3 separate regions of the Anas platyrhynchos genome follow, and all the other regions are linked to region 1. A link is a contact called in public Hi-C data. All regions are on one chromosome and are shown on one strand. The core of a region is the stretch at or near the end of the contact, and the rest is flanking DNA. Distances in the headings are between cores, read along the strand shown.

Region 1 (4,892 bases), core at 1,010-3,509:
CAATCACTTGTGAGGCACGGGCACTGCTGCCCTGTGGTGCGGGTGGCTGGTGCGTGATGGGCACCGCAGCCTGCGTGGACTCTGCCCCGCAGCACGCCCGGCCCCAGCGCTGCCTCCTCACCCTGCTCCTCCCTGGGGGCTGGGGCCTTGAGGAGGGAGCGGTGCCCCAATTAGTCACAGTGCCACAATTAGTCACATCCAGGCCGGGAGCAAAGGGTGGCTGCGAAGCAGAGTGCTGCTGAGGGGCTGTTTCTCCTGGGGGCCACAAAAAGCCTGTGGTGGGTGCGGGATGGGGCTACCTGAAGGGTGCTCTGGGGTCAGCGCTGTGCATGCCCCCCGCTGCGGCTCTGTGAGGCTGGGCTGTGTGAGTTATTGCACAGATTTCCTTGAAACCCTCTGTCAAGCTGCCTTCCTTCCGCCTGGGGGAAGCAAAATAAAATTCTCTTCATAGCAGGTAGAATTGAGGAAATACTTGGGAGCTAATTCCCATGTAGTTTGTTTTCCCAGACCTCTGAGGTCTCTGACCAGAAATGCTCAGCGGTGGCTGGGGCGGGGGCTCCGGCTGGCGGCCAGGAGCCGGGACCTCTGCCAGCTGCTGGCCACGGCACCCGGGGGGGCTCTGCCAGGGCTGGGGCAGCTCGTGTGGGGTGGGGAGAGCGAGCAGCAGCAGCCCCGCAGCAGGGGATACCAGGCTGGAAGGACTGGGGTCAGGAAGGCTTGGTCCTGCCAGCCCTTTGTCTCCACATCCCTGCTGCCTGGCCTCTTCCAGGTGATTTGGAGAATGCGGGGTGAGGTCCTGGTGACCCCACAGAGGCAAAACCTCTCCAGGAGCTCTGCTGCCTGTGCTGGGCAGGAGCAGGGGTGAAGGCAGCGCCCTCCCCACCAGGTCGCAGCAGGCCAGGACGGGCAGGCAGGGGCTGAGCCCCGCTCCCTGCAGCAGCCCTGGAGCCTTGCACGCACAGATCCTCCTGGCCTCCCGAAACAGCCTAATCCTCCCCATAATACACACAATCCCCTTCCGAGATGAAAGGCGTGAGCCCAGCTGCAGAGCTCATTCATGTGACAAGCATGAGGAGAGGATCTGGGTCCCTGCCCGCCGCATGGGTCCAGCTCTGGGCACAGGGGAGTTTATTCAGGTTTTTCGGGAGATTTGAGTTCTGCTGAGTCTGCAGCTCCGGCTGAGCAGTCAGGGCTGCTGCTCTGCAAACAACCTTCTCTGTTCCCAGCCGCCCTGTGAAGACACTGGCAGGCGTTATGCTGATGCTGTGCTGGCGAGAGGAGGTGGGAGGGCTGCTTGGCCAGAGGGCAGCCTGCTGGAAAACCGTGTCTAGCCAAGGCTGAGATGGGGGCCACAGGCCGCCCCCATGCCAGACTCGTGTGGATGCCAGGTGTCTGCACTGTCCTGTGTGTGCCAGGGGATGGATGAGCTGTGCCAGGCTGTCCTGGTGCACGGGGGCTGCCTCACTGGGTGCACGCAGAGCCCCGGGGGCTCGCCGGCTGTGGTGCTGTGCCTGCAGCACGGGGGAGATGGGCAGGAACGGACACGGCTGTGTGCTTGGCTGCCTGCTCTGCGCTGAGCAGGGAAAAGCGATTTCCCCTTACCGTATGAGCAAAGCAGCATTACAGTGGACAGATAATCAATTGTTACAAGATGATCATCAATTATTTTCACTGCGCATTATATTCTGTTAATGAGAGCCCTTTGCCGGTGTCATGGATCCATTAAGGAGGAGATGAGTGATGCTCAGTTGTTGCATGGCAGCGAGAGGTGGCTGCAGAGAGCAGCGCAAGCCCCAGCGGGTGGCTCTCCTGTGGGGCTGGATGGGCTGTGCTCACTGCAAACACAGCCAAGGACACTCTCCGCTGCACTTTGCCCAGGCTTTTCCCCTGCTTTTTCAAGACCTTTGCTCTGCTTCCTGCAAACCGTGGTGGCCTCGTGTTGCTCAGGTGCATCTCGCAGCTCTGCGGGCTGGAGAAGTGGCCCCATCTGCAGGGTCTCAGGTCGGGGGGCGCGTGGCTGTGCCCAGGGCAGGAGCTGGTGCTGCTGCTGTGTGTGGGGTGCTCGCTGTGCCTCTGAGCCAAAAAGGTGCAGGGGGTGGGGGCCCCGCTGTGGGCAGGCCGATCCCATCTGAGCTTCATGCCGTGGCTACGTGTGGTGGGAAGCGGCTGAACCGGCCCCGTGATGGGCCCGGACCCGTCCTGAGCGTGCCCGCAGCCGCTGGGGCCGGAGCCTCAGCTGCTCGCCTGCCTGTGCCTGGAGCCTGTCCTGCACCCAGCGTGCGGCAGCAGCTGGGGAGCTGCTCCTGGGACCCCGCTGTGCTGTAGGGCCAGCATCCCCTGGGCACACGGGGACCATGGAGGCGATGTGCCCCGCTGTGAACCAGCAGAGCCTGCCTGGGAAGCACTTCGCCTCCTGCAGCCACGGTGCATGCCCTGCTCATCCCTCCTGGGCTGGTGGCAGCTGAAAAGCAGCTTTCACTCCGCGCTGCCCCACGACGGGTCTCCCTGGCTCAATCTGAATTTAATTACTGAGAGGCTCGAGGGTCTGCGTGCTGCCGGCTGCGGGGCTGGCCACGGATACTCGGGGACAAGCATCGGTGGCTGGGCTGTGCTGGGCGGCAAAGGCTGGGGCTGGGCTGAACCGGGCAGAACCGGGCAGAACCGGGCAGAACCGGGAAGAACCGGGCAGAACCGGGCAAAACAGGGCAGAATCGGGCAGAACCGGGAAGAACCGGGCAGAACCGGGCAGAACCGGGCAGAACCGGGAAGAACCGGGAAGAACCGGGCCGTGCCGGGCACGGGGCTCCCCCTGGCGGCCGCCGCTCCCGCAGCTCGCAGCCGGGCAGGGGCCGCTGGGGAATTGCTCCGAAATTGGGGGGCGGGGGATTTGACGGTAAATGAAATGTGTTTGAAATTTAATTAAAGGCTGCACGTTGCGCATTGGAATGAGCCTGTTTTTTTTTTTGTTGTTGTTGGTTTTTTTTTTTTTTTTTTTTTTTTATGTGTGTGTGTGAATTTAATTGTTTGCAATAAAAGAGCAGCGCCTCGTTTCCATGTTTCCATCTCCCCTGCTCAGGGGGCCGGGGGCTGCCCATGGCCCCGGGGAGCGGAGGGCGGCGTGACGGCGTTTGCCAGCCCAGGGGAGGTTGGCGTGTCCCTCATCGCGTCTATCTGCAGAGCTCAGCACTCCCCGCAGCCTAATTGAATGCAGTTTGGGGGTAATTGTTTTTTAATCACGTTTTTGCAGCCTGCAGAGATTGAACTTGCGCGGGGTGAGGAGAGTCATGCATCATGTGGGCTTGCTCTCAGTCCTGCCACCAGAAGCACACAGCTAAAACATGCAGGGGTGAGGGGTGAGGGGTGTGGGGAGCTCCTCGCCTAGCACCCAGCCCGTTGGGACCCCCCGGTCTGTCCGTGCTGGTGGGGGCACCGAGCAGGCCGGGTACGGGGCCGTCACCACAAGCACCTCTGCCTGCAGGGTTGCCTGGCTCAGGAGCCAACGTGGTGACCCCGTGGGTGCTGCTCACATCAACCAGTTGTGTAAGTCAAATTCAGAGGTTTGTTTTACCTCCTCTGTGAGCAGCCCCAGAGCCCCCCTCTCTGCGGGTAAATGGAAATTAACAATCAGGAGAAGTGGTTGAGCAAGACCCTGCTAGGAACTAATCTGATGGAGCAGAAATTAAGGGAAGAAATGAAATATTTCAATTCACTCTCCAGACAAGAGCCCTCATTTGGGACTAGCCTCAATTTTCCTTTAAAATTTGTTTTAATTGCATGACTAGAAGAAAAAAAAAAAACACATTTCCCTGAGACATCCAGACGTCCAGTGGTGCTGGACGAGGGAAGGTCCCTCTGGGCTCGGGGCTGCCCCGGTGGCTGCACAGCGAGGTGCCCTGCAGGGGACCCATCTGAATTCGGGGTGACCGGGGCCGCCCTGCACACATCCCCAGCTCCTTCACAGCTTGTTCCTTCCTGCATCTCTCTGAGGCCCAGGAAACATCCCCTCGGCCTGAATAAGCCGGGCACCATCGCTCTGACGGGGCTCTCATGGATGCGCTCCTGCACCCGCGGCGCTGGTGTGCTCCTGAGCCCTCCGCTGACCCCACCGGCGCTCCTCATCCTTTCATGTCTGTCTCAGGAGCACCCGGAGCCCGCAGACAATGAAACGGTAAAGCCAACCAGGCTTTGAACTACAATAAACCCTGTGAAAATGGAATCAATTCTGCAGTCTGATGACTCAGTAATGAAGAGTCAAGTCCCACACTGTGGTGTGTCACATCTCTGATATCTTCATTGCTTTTATCTGCATGGAGGGAGCAGATTTACCCGGCTTTCAACTGAGACTGCAGCAAAAGGGCTGACGATTATCCCCTTCTCAGTGACATGCCGGGGGTTAATCCCTTGATGTGCCCCCAGCACACTGCTGACGGGAGGGGACTCTGCCAGCCAAGAGCTCCAAGCATCACAGGAGCCCCTTCCCTCCCCATGGGACCTTCTGCACCCGTAGGTGCCTGGCTGCAAACCTGATCCCGTTGCACCAGCAGGAAGGAGCTGGATGATCGCTGCCCCCATTCCCAGTATGGGTGAAATCCTGCAGAGGGATGCGCAGGAGCACACAGCCAGCAACAGGGCTGGGGGCTGGTGCTGGGCAGCGCGGCCGCTGGAGGCGTGGGGTGATGCCAGCAGGGAGGGCGCAGCGGGAGCAGGGCAGCTGTGTCCCAGCAGCGCTTCCTCTGCGGGTGAGTCAAGGCCCCAGAAGTGAGGGGACCCGATTTCGGGCTGGGCACAGCTGTGGTTGTTAAATGCAGGGACTGTGTGCAAGTTCCAGAGAGACCAAAGAAGAAAAGCAAAGGGATTATCCACCAAGGCCTCCATGGTGTATGGCCCAGGGA
Region 2 (4,892 bases), core at 1,714-4,213, 100 kb after region 1:
CACGGACGGGCGGTTCTCAGCCACACCGGGCACCTGCACCAAGCGGCCAACATGATGCCAGCGTGCCGCCAGGGCCACCCCGAGCCCCTGGCCACCCCCGAGCCTCTGGGGGCTGCCGCAGCAGCTGTCCCTACTCACATCGAGGACCAGCAGCTCCCTGTCCTGCACCATGGTCACCTCCTGCATGTCGTAGCGGCGGATGTCCACCTCCATCTGGATCTCCTCCAGGTGCAGCAGCAGCTGGAACTTCTGCTGGTAGTTCCCAGCGTGTAGCGGTGCCTCCAGCAGCGACCTGGGGGCCAGTGCAGGGGGTGTCACCGTGCCCCATGCGGCCCCGTAGGACGCAGGGGCAGCAGAGGGGACATGCACAGGCCAGGGAGGCATTGCCCCTGCCCGTCGGCACTCACAGCATCTTAACCCAGCTGGAGGCAGGGTCGGTCTTGGGTCCGAGCTTGATTGTCTCCTTGAGGCTCTTTGGGTACGGGTAGCTGTTCAGTGGGATTTCTTTCTCCAGCTCGTTTTTCAGGGAGCTGGGTAGAGGAGAGAGCGGTGCTGTGGGGACAGCCAGGCTGTGTTCCCCTCAGCGCTGTGACCACCCATGGCCCTGGCAAGTCACCAGCGCTGTCCCCAGCCACTGCCCAGGGACAAAAACACCATCACAGAAAGCCGGGTCCCTATGAACTGAGCCTTGCCCCAGCCAAGGGAAGAGCCAGGGCCCACCCCATACCTGACGGGGGGCACACCCTCCTCGGTGATGACCGTGACGGGGCGCTGGAGGTTGGCCTGGTAAGGCTCGAAGGACGACGTGGGCCCCAGCTCCTTGGCCAGCTGGCTCTGAGCGATGGCAGCAACGGAGCGCCCGATACTGAAGAACTCGCCCGACTCCTTGGCGAAGTCGAACACCACCACGGCACGGAAGAACCCGTTGTACTTGGTCAGGCACCGCACCTGGATGGGGTGTGTGCCGCCTGCGAGGAGGGGAGAGCTGGGGACCGGCGTCCTGCGTCCCCTCCCAGGGCCGTGCACCGAGCAGGGGCTGGGGCCATACCTGGCTGCAGCAGCAGGGGCTCGCCCTGCGTCACCCCGTGCTGGTCCAGGAAGGAGAATTCCCGCAGGCGGCGGAGAGAGTGGCAGTTACGCAGCCTCACGGCCTCTGTGCCCTGGTTCTTCACCTGGATGGTGACCGTGCGGGGCTGGCCGAGTGTCACATCGAAGCGGATTTGCCCGTTGGCCCGGTCATGTTCTGAGACAATCTCTACCCCGTGCTTCCCACGGATGAACTCGGCCCTACGGGAAGAGCGGGGTCAGGTGCCCCTGGCTGGGGCAGGGGTACCCAGGTCCCCGTGGGCAGCCACGGGCAGGGTGCCGGGGGTCCTACCACTTCTTGGCACGGCTCGGTGACACTTGCGGGCCGGTGCTGGGCTGCTGGCCTGAGGCAGCGGGTGCAGATGTCTCTACATTGGTTCTGGGTCTGCGGTACTGGTCTGCCACCACCACTCGCTTCTTCCCCTGCGAGGAGCAGCGAGCATCAGCGTGGTGCCGGGCACAGGCCCCCAGTGCGTGCCCGGGTCCTGCCGGGGGCTGGGGGCTCCTGTTGAGCCCATTCCTAGGGCTGTGGGAGCTGCGGCACGGCCCCAGCCCAGGCCCTCCCTCACCTTCTTGAAGTGCACGGACTCCCCGTGCACCTGAGCCTGGTGGGTCACCCTCAGGGCGTACAAGATGCAAGAGAAACTGGGCATCTTTGTGTCAGTCCTGCACACAGAAGAGAGAGAAGGTTTCAAGTGGAGACGAGAAGGGCTGGGCACTGGGGAGCTGGGAGGTGCGGGGAGGAAGGGGGTGAAGCCGGGCCCCTCACCCCAGACATTCCCTCTGTTTTGGGGGATGGAAGGAGAGGGAAAAGGACCGGGGTTTTTCCACCGGCCCCCCAGATGTAGCAAACCCTCTGTCCCCGCAGGCTGCTCGGGCAGCACCGCGCTGTGCCACGACACCACACGGCTTCCTGGCCCCTGTCTGTGCAGGGGCGGCCCCGGCCCCGGATCCTCGGCAGCGGGGGCTGCCCAGGGGGCACCTGCATGGACGGGGGGGGCTCCCCGGCTGCGGCGCCCCCCGCAGCTCCTCCCGCAGCGCAGCGAACGCTGGTGAACGGCGGGGACATTGCCCTGGGGCCAGCGGGCGAGGAGGGGGCGTGCGGTGCCCCGGCCGTGCTCGGGGGGCTACGGGGGGGTCCCCGCAGCCGGGATCGTCCGGGGGGAGGCGGAGGGGAGCGGGGGCACGGGGCCGGTGAACGGAGCGGTCCCCAGGGGGAGCGGCCGCCCGGGAGAGCCGGGCCCCGGCGCTTTGGGGTTTGGGGCTCCGGGATCCCCCTCTCCGGGGGCTCGGCAGCGCTGGGGGCTCCGTCCAGCCCCCCCCGGGGGGGGGGTCCCGGCGCTCACCTGGCGCGGAACTCGCCGCCGTAGATGGTGCGCAGCGCGTCCCGGCGGTTCTCCTGCTCCCGGCCCGTGTCCCGCAGGAATTGCACGAACTGCTCCCCGCAGCGCCTCGCCTCCGCCACGCTGAACCGCGGCATGGCCGAGCCGAGCCGGGACGTGCCGAGCCGAGCCGGGATGTGCTGAGCCCTGGGACGTGCCGAGCTGAGCCGGGACGTGCCGGGCTGGGGCTGGCTCCGCAGGGAGAAACGAAAGCGAAAGGGGCTGAGCCCCACGGGCCCGCCCGCTTGGGACCGGGGCCGGGCCGTGGGGGCGCTGCCCCCGCCCAGGGCCTCTCCGCCGCCCCCCCCGGGCCCGGCCTCGACCCCGATCCCGACCCCTGGTCCCACATCCCCCGCCCGGCCCCCCGATGGGGGGGGTCCCGGGGCTGAGCCCCCGCCGCAGCCGCCGGGAGCGGGGGGCAGCGGCAATGCCGGGGCCGGGCCAGCCCTGCGGGCGCCCCGTCGGGCAGGGGGGGGCAGCCGGGGTCGCTGCCAGAGCTCCGAGGGCAGGGGCAGCGCCCAGGTGCGCGGCATCACTCGAGCCAACGACGGGGGGAGAGCTCCCAGGGCTCCCGCAGCTGCTCTGTATAAATAGGGCAGCGGCAGCACCGGCCGGGCTCTGTGTTGGGCTTTGCCTCTGCTTTGTCGTGCTGGAGCTCTCCAGCCTAGCTAAGGGTGGGGATCCTCGGTTTGCTTTGGTAAAACGGTCTCGGGCTCTGGGACTGCTCGCGGCGCTGCTCGTGCTCTCTGCAGCCAAAGGACGCCGGGGTAAGTCTGCTGCCTTCACCTCCCCGGGGCTGGGCGAGTGGTTTTGTGACTCAAGCACTGCTGCTGATAGCGGGGGCTGCGGGAGGGTGCTGGGGTAGGGCTCCCACACTGTGGGAGGGCGCTGAGGCTTCAGAAAGATGGATGTCACTTTTGGAGAAGTTGCCTGTAAGCCTTTTTGTCGCGTTTTGCTGGCGGAATCCTGGAACTTTAAGCTTTGAGCTCACAAATAGCTAGGAAAGCTCTTTCTGTGGCAGGCTGTGCTCAGCTGCCCTGGCTTGGTTGAGCTGCGGTGCCTGCTTGCTGTGCTGGGCCTGGGGTCAGGCTCTGGCTGGTGAATAGAGCCTGGAGGAGTCAGCCTCTAGCTGGCCTTGGTCTCACCTGAAACCTCAGGGCCTGAGCAGAGAACAGCAAACAGCTTTAGAGTGTGTCACCGCTGGCAATTGCTCAGCGGCTCGGTTGCAGTGAGTTGCAGCGCTGAATTTTGTTCCTCCAAGGAGCTGGGAAGTAGCTGAGAGTGGGACAGCTGAGGCTGCTGCGGAGAAGGCTGCTGAGGGAGAAGGGTGAGGAGGTAGGTGGGGGAATGAGCTGGCCCTGAAAGTTGGCTAGCTGAAGTTTGAGAAGGGCAGGGAGATAAAAAATTGTCTTCAGACTGGAATGAGTGGGGGTGAACTCCTCCCAATTTAACAAACTAGGATCGGTTAAAGACTAGCCTTGAAACAGGCTGTGCTGGTAGATAAAAACTCTGCTGTGTGCACAGTTATCTCAGCCCCCTCTCCCCCCCCCCAAACCCTCAGCCTCGCATTGCTGGAATTCCTGCAGCGTTTGCCTGGTTGGGGCCACAGCCCACAGCACCTTCGGCACTCATCCACACCTTTCATCTCCAAGCTGCAGGGAGGAAACGGTTGCTACAGATGCTGGTGATAGAAGTGCTGTCCTTGAGTTGCTCTTAGCACAGCTGTGTGCAAACCGAGCTGAGGACAAGAACTCCCACTAGCACTCAGGCAGCCTTGTTTTGTCTAATGCAACTGACACGGGGTGTATGGACTAGATGATTTTTGAAGATCCCTTCCCGCTGTACTGTTCCCATGTTATACGTGCGTGTGTCCTGCAATGAGTTTCAAAAGTGGAATGTAAGAGGCTATGAGGTGTTGCAACGAGACCCAGGTGATTAGCAAAAACCACTTAGGTTTTACCCAGGTGAAGTGCTTCATTAGAGCAGTGTGATTATTTTTCTTTCAACCTAAAATTTCTTAGACCCCCAGTTCCCAGGTCTGTGTACCAGGATGTGAGCACTGTCTGAAGGTTTGCAAACGCTCCCATCCCTGCTTTCAGGCTGCCACCTGCACTTCTGCCTTCCCCAGGCATTAACAGAAGTGAGACCATGAAAGAACAGACACAAATGGCTTTAAAACAAAGACCCGTGTATTTCTACTAGACTATACAGAGGATGCCTGCAGGATGAAAGGTCAGTCTCAACAGCAAATACAAATATATTTTATTTTGACAAAATTTCTCACACAGGGTAGACACTTATTTTGTGGCATCACTGTGCAAAACCTCCAGCATAATGCACAGGCAGTTACATCCCTATCTTCTCAACCCCTTTCTTTGTGTACTAAAAAACAGGAAGACGCTAACCAGTTTAAAAAACAGAACC
Region 3 (4,892 bases), core at 1,606-4,105, 80 kb after region 1:
ATAAATTAATATATTGCTCATTACACAGTAAAGCTGTGCAGTCGACTAATGCACTGCTGCAAAGAGCTTATTTTAAAACATCCTCTGGTACTTTTATGATCAAGATGTTTAATTTACTTCCATACTGGCTTAAATGCCACCAACATGTCATTCTTTCACATTTTCTTACCAGAAAGTGCATTACAGCTCAGATATCCCTGGCTTCATCCCATCTCCTCTGGGGCCCAGCAATGCATAGGAATGATGAACATTAGAAAGGCTTTTTTTAATGATGAGCAGTTGCACGAGAAATGAAGCAAAGTGGCAAAATTTAAGCCCAATTCCCTTGCTACTAGTTTTTAGTCAGTGTTTAGCATGAGCAGAGATTCTCAGATGATGCAGAGCAGCACGCAGAACCCCTGGGTTTAGATCAACGCAAGCAATCGCCCACTCGAGGGGAGCTGCGGCAGTTCTGTTGTGCTGGAAGGAGCTCGCTACAGCCTGGGGGTGGAGATGCCTCCAGGACCGAGTTTGGAAGCAGAAAGCTGATGGCTTTTGGTGGGCTTCTCCAGGACAGCAGCTCTGCCAAGCAAGAGGGCAGCCGGAGCCGTCTCCAGCAGGGTGAGCCCCTGGTGCGGCTTGGCTGAGCCGGGGAGCAGGGGGCAGAGGGCACCCCAGGAGGGAATCCCGGAGTGGGAAATGCGAGGGCAGAGCAGATGACGTCCCGGTTAGCCACGGGGGATTTTCCTGGAGCTGCTCCCCGGCTCTTGCAGCCTGACTCAGTCTGTGACCCCCTGCGAACCCCGGCACACACACAGGCGGCACCGGGAAAGGGCTCGCCAGGACGGCAGACGAGGAGGAAACCTCGCCGAGAGCTTGTGGGCACGATGAATGGGAGGAAACGTAGCTCCCCTTCTTGGAAAACAGCTTTTAGCACCGCATTGTTTCAGGGCACAATCCTGCAGCGCGCTTTGATGTCAGACCATTCCTTCTGCGGAGTGCTCAGCGTAACGGGAAAAAGCAAGCCTACAGAACAAGATCCGCCTCGTTTTGGACGCTTCCATTTCCTTCTTTCCAAGGAAAGCATCCTGGAACAGCCCTGCCGGGCCGCTGCTTCGCGACCTCGGCGGCACAGGGGATGCTCCCGGGGCCAGGGCACGGCCAGAAGGGACGCGAGGGGAGGGCCGGGGGGGGGCCGGGAGCGCGCCCGGGCCGTGGCGCAGCCTGTGCCGCCCCCCAGCGCCCACCGCCCGCCCTGCAGCCCCGCGCCCCCCCGGCAGAGCCACAAAGGAAGGGGCAGACAGGGGAGGGGGGCGCCGGGGAAGGGGCGCACGCGAATCCTGGCGGGGGGCGCAGCGGGGAGGTGGAGGAAGAGCTGAGCAAGGAGAGGTCCTCGCCCAGCTCCGGGCAGGCAGCAGAGGTTCAGAGGTCCCTACGGTCAGATAAAAAGTGCACGGTGAAATTTGAACCCCTGTCGAAATGCAGCGAGGAGCCTGACCTCAGCCGTGTTGCGGCTCAGGGAGCTGCAGAGCAGCAGTTCCCCCGGGGCTCCCTCGTTCCTGTGGCACCCTTATTAAAGGGTGGGAGAAAGAGCAGGGGATAAATGAATTGGAGGCAAACAACAGCGGGGACACCCAGGTGGTGCAAAAGAAGGCAAGAAATGAAGCAAGAGCTTCAAACAGGGGCGTTGAGAGTAGGCATCAGAAAGCAGACTGGGAAGGGAGGTACGAGTCTGGGTGTGCGGGGACCTTAATGTGACAGACTGCTGAGTAACTTGAAGCTAGGGATAAAAGGAATACAGGGAGTGCTGAATAGCATCCATAGGTTGACCTTAACAGTCTGCTATAATTAAGCAAGATCTAGCCAAGAGTGCAGGCTAAAGCACTCAGAGCTTTATGGAGCTAGCAGTGAGGTGCTTCTGCTCAGACCTTGCAGCACGGAAGACCTGTACAGAAAGGAAGAAAGCAGTTCCCTTGGAGAACCGAGGGCACTGGAGCACGCAGGTCCTTGCAAACGAACTCAATTTTGCTTTACAGCAGGGCAACATGGTGTTTTTTCAGCGTTTTTTTTTTTTGTTGTTGTTGTCATAGGAACCCAGAGGAAGGCAGGTGCTGAGGTCAGGCTGTGCCAGAACTGCCAGCTCCTCCAGCGGGAGCGCGTTACCCCGGCTCAGCCAGGGCTGGCCTCTTGCAGCCTGAGTGGAAGGAAGAGGTTCTGCTCCCAGCCCTGAGTCACGGCAGCTCCTCTGCAGGCTGGCTCGTTATTAATAGCCTGGCGCGATTGCGAGTGGGTTGGGTTTCACCGGGGAGCGCAGGGAGAGTGACAAAGCACCTGCCTCGGGAAGCAGATGCCGTGGCGGAGTAGGTGGCTTTGCTGCAGCCCGGGGAGCACCAGGCTGGACGCCCCCCCGCTCACCGGCACAGCACGGGGAGGGCAGCGGGCACGCGTGGGCAGGGGGAGCCGGCGGGCAGCACACGCGTGTCCCTTTCCCTGCTGCTCCTGCGCCTCCCGCGGCCTCTCCCAGCGCTGCCGGCCGCTGCCCCACACCGTGCAGGCTGCTGCGGGGCTGGCAGCGGGAGGAGCACCGGGAGGAGCACCGGGAGGAGCACCGGGAGGAGCGGCGAGCTGCCCGCCGGGGGTCCCCAGCTGCGCCCCGGGGGGGCTGCGGCACTGACCTCGCCTCCCCCCGGTCCCGACTCCGCGTTGGGCAGGAGCCGGGGTGCCGGCAGCGGGGCTAACCCGGGGCTAACCCAGCCTGCGGGCACCCCGGGGGGCGCTGCAGCATCTCCCGGAGCGCGGCTCCCGCCGGGGGAGGGCGGTGGCGGCGGCGGCCCCGGTACCGGGGCGGGACTCGGGGCGGGGCGGTGGGACCGGGCTCGGCTCGGCTCGGCACGGCTGGGCCCGGCATGCTGCTGCGGGTGCGCTCGGCGGTGGGGCACCTGGTGGCCGGGCTGGGCCCCGGGGCGGGCGCGCAGCCCCCGGCCGAGCCCCGGCGCGGCGGCGGCGGCGGCGGAGCGGGGACCGGCGGCGGCGGCGGTGGCGGTGGCGGTGGTGGCAGCGGGGGGGCAGCGGCGTTGTTTTGCCGGCCGGCCTTCCTGCAGCTGACGCCCGAGGAGCTGCGCCGGGCCGACGACCACACGGGCAGGGCCGTGCAGAGCCCCCGCGACGGCCGCCGCCGCCTGCCCTGGAGCACGGGCTACGCCGAGTGAGAGGGGCTGGGGGTTGGGGGGGGGCGCGGGGCTGGACCCCACCGCCCGTTAACGGTTGTGCGAGATGCCCCTGGGGGTGTTAGGGATGGGTCGGGGCCGGGGGAGGGATGGGATGGGTGGGGGGAAGCCGGGGGGGTGGTGAACGCCGTGTTCCCAGCTCCGCTGGTTTTGGCACCGATGTGCCCGGTGCCGCTGTCACCGACCGGGAACCGACACCGGGGGGAAGGAACTGCTCGAGCAGGTCCCGGGAGGGGGGAGGAGGGAATTGAAGCTGGTTTGGGAGCAGGACCTGACTCCCACTTCCCCTCCGAGGGCCCCGCTTCTCTTCTCCTTTTACTGGGGGGGGAGTTTCGCCCCCGAGCTGAAGGCAGGTGGCAAGGCTGCCGGTACTGCTCGGTGACACCGCTCTGCTCCCGCATCCCGCACGCAGCCGGGTCCACCCGGGGCCTTGGGAGCCCCCCGAGGTGCCAGCTGGCCGGGGAGCTGCTGGGGGAGGAGTGCCCCGTGCTCGATCTCTGCAGAGCAGGAACTTTGCAAGCTCCGGGGGGGAACGAAGGCAACCCGCCCTCTGCTCAGCACCAGGACTTCTCTTTGTGTCCCAAGACTTCTTTCTGCAAACCGCTTGAAAAGTCCGTGCCCAAATAGCTCTTGTGCACATTTACTGCCTTCCCCCCCCGCCCCGTGAGCAGGTTTGGCAATCTGGAGCTGAAATCTGCTTTGCCAGCAGAAGCTGCAAAAAGTCGATGCGAGTCGTTCTGCAAAAGTTCTGCTGGTTTCATTTTCATCTCCTCCCCTCTGAGCCACCTGCGCCCTCTGAGCGGTGCTGCTCTGGCGATGAGGCCAAAATCCCCTCGCAGTGTCTGAGCCCAGGCTGGCTGTGTGTGTGCAGAGGCTGTGCAGGTTTTCAGGCACTTTCTCTGCTTGGGGCAGCGGTGGGGACCTGCAGCAAGGCCACCTTTTTTTGGCCACCTCCCCGCAGGGGGACCGAGCGCTGCCACTGCTCCAGGTCTGGGACCTCTGCTCACCTCGCTGCTGCTGTGTGGGATGGGATGGGAGCCCCTGTGAGGAGCAGGGATGGGGACAGGAATGGGGACAAGGGGGTGAGGTGCTGCTGGGGGAGCCTCTGCCATGGCCAGGAGCCTGGCTCACCCCTGTTCTCAGCCAGTGAATTAGGGTCGGGTTTTCTGGAGTATCCATGGGCAAAACCTGATATTTTGGGTGCGAAAGAGCGAGCCTTAACACCTCCTTCCCTCCTTGCAGGGTGATAAATGCGGGGAAGAGCCAGCACAACGAGGACCAGGCGTGCTGTGAGGTGGTGTTTGTGGAGAGGAGGCCAAGCCCCAGGGGCCGCCAACCCTCCGGGGATGGCAGCAGGGAGCTGGATGGGGTGAGAGCCGCACGGGGGGAGAGCCACAGCAGCTGCTGTGCCCTGCTGCTGGACTGGGGCTGGCTGGCACTGGGAGGCACTGGCCAACGTGCCCCTGCGGGCTGTCCCCAAGGAGCCAGCTGCCGGAGACGGTGCTGGGTGTCAGTGCAGGGCTGGGACACGCAAGGCAGAGCCCCCACTCCCCGCTCCCCACTGTCTGCTTCCCCACAGCACTCGCTGAACCTTCCTCTCTCTCCCCGCAGGGCAGGAAGGGATTTTATTTCCACTACTGGGCTTTGTTTGATGGCCACGCGGGCAGCGGCGCTGCCGTCATGGCA

Evidence for each region. Hi-C and Micro-C count contacts between places; a contact is called where the count stands out from the background.
Region 2: a contact with region 1 is called in a Hi-C map of skeletal muscle, with 2.7 times the contacts expected there. The contact joins the promoter of MOV10 here to the enhancer-like site in region 1. A contact is called at or near these places in 3 of 8 Hi-C or Micro-C datasets (F5 follicle, skeletal muscle and subcutaneous adipose tissue).
Region 3: a contact with region 1 is called in a Hi-C map of subcutaneous adipose tissue, with 1.6 times the contacts expected there. The contact joins the promoter of PPM1J here to the enhancer-like site in region 1. A contact is called at or near these places in 4 of 8 Hi-C or Micro-C datasets (liver, skeletal muscle and subcutaneous adipose tissue).

Annotation. Positions count from the first base shown.
Region 1 is chr27:7,256,787-7,261,678 of IASCAAS_PekinDuck_T2T, forward strand. No RefSeq gene overlaps it. Among named protein-coding and RNA genes, the nearest start is that of SLC16A1, 18 kb to the left of the region's middle. Within about 2 kb of position 2,260, at least 4 of the 8 cell types and tissues checked have an H3K27ac peak or open chromatin away from gene starts, as enhancers often do. A contact at or near this core is called in subcutaneous adipose tissue, where this site is marked.
Region 2 is chr27:7,359,533-7,364,424 of IASCAAS_PekinDuck_T2T, forward strand. It overlaps MOV10 (Mov10 RNA helicase), which reads right to left and starts at 2,964. Exons shown (of 21, transcript XM_027444915.3): 1 at 2,433-2,964; 2 at 1,656-1,752; 3 at 1,379-1,509; 4 at 1,049-1,287; 5 at 728-968; 6 at 408-530; 7 at 139-292; 8 at 1-33. The coding sequence starts at 2,566. LOC110351673 (a long non-coding RNA gene) reads left to right here and starts at 3,097. Exons shown (of 4, transcript XR_011805115.1): 1 at 3,097-3,235; 2 at 4,568-4,700. It overlaps CAPZA1 (capping actin protein of muscle Z-line subunit alpha 1), which reads right to left. Exons shown (of 10, transcript XM_027444921.3): 10 at 4,708-4,892.
Region 3 is chr27:7,336,554-7,341,445 of IASCAAS_PekinDuck_T2T, forward strand. PPM1J (protein phosphatase, Mg2+/Mn2+ dependent 1J) reads left to right here and starts at 2,856. Exons shown (of 11, transcript XM_072028534.1): 1 at 2,856-2,968; 2 at 3,152-3,184; 3 at 4,449-4,575; 4 at 4,818-4,892. The coding sequence starts at 2,886.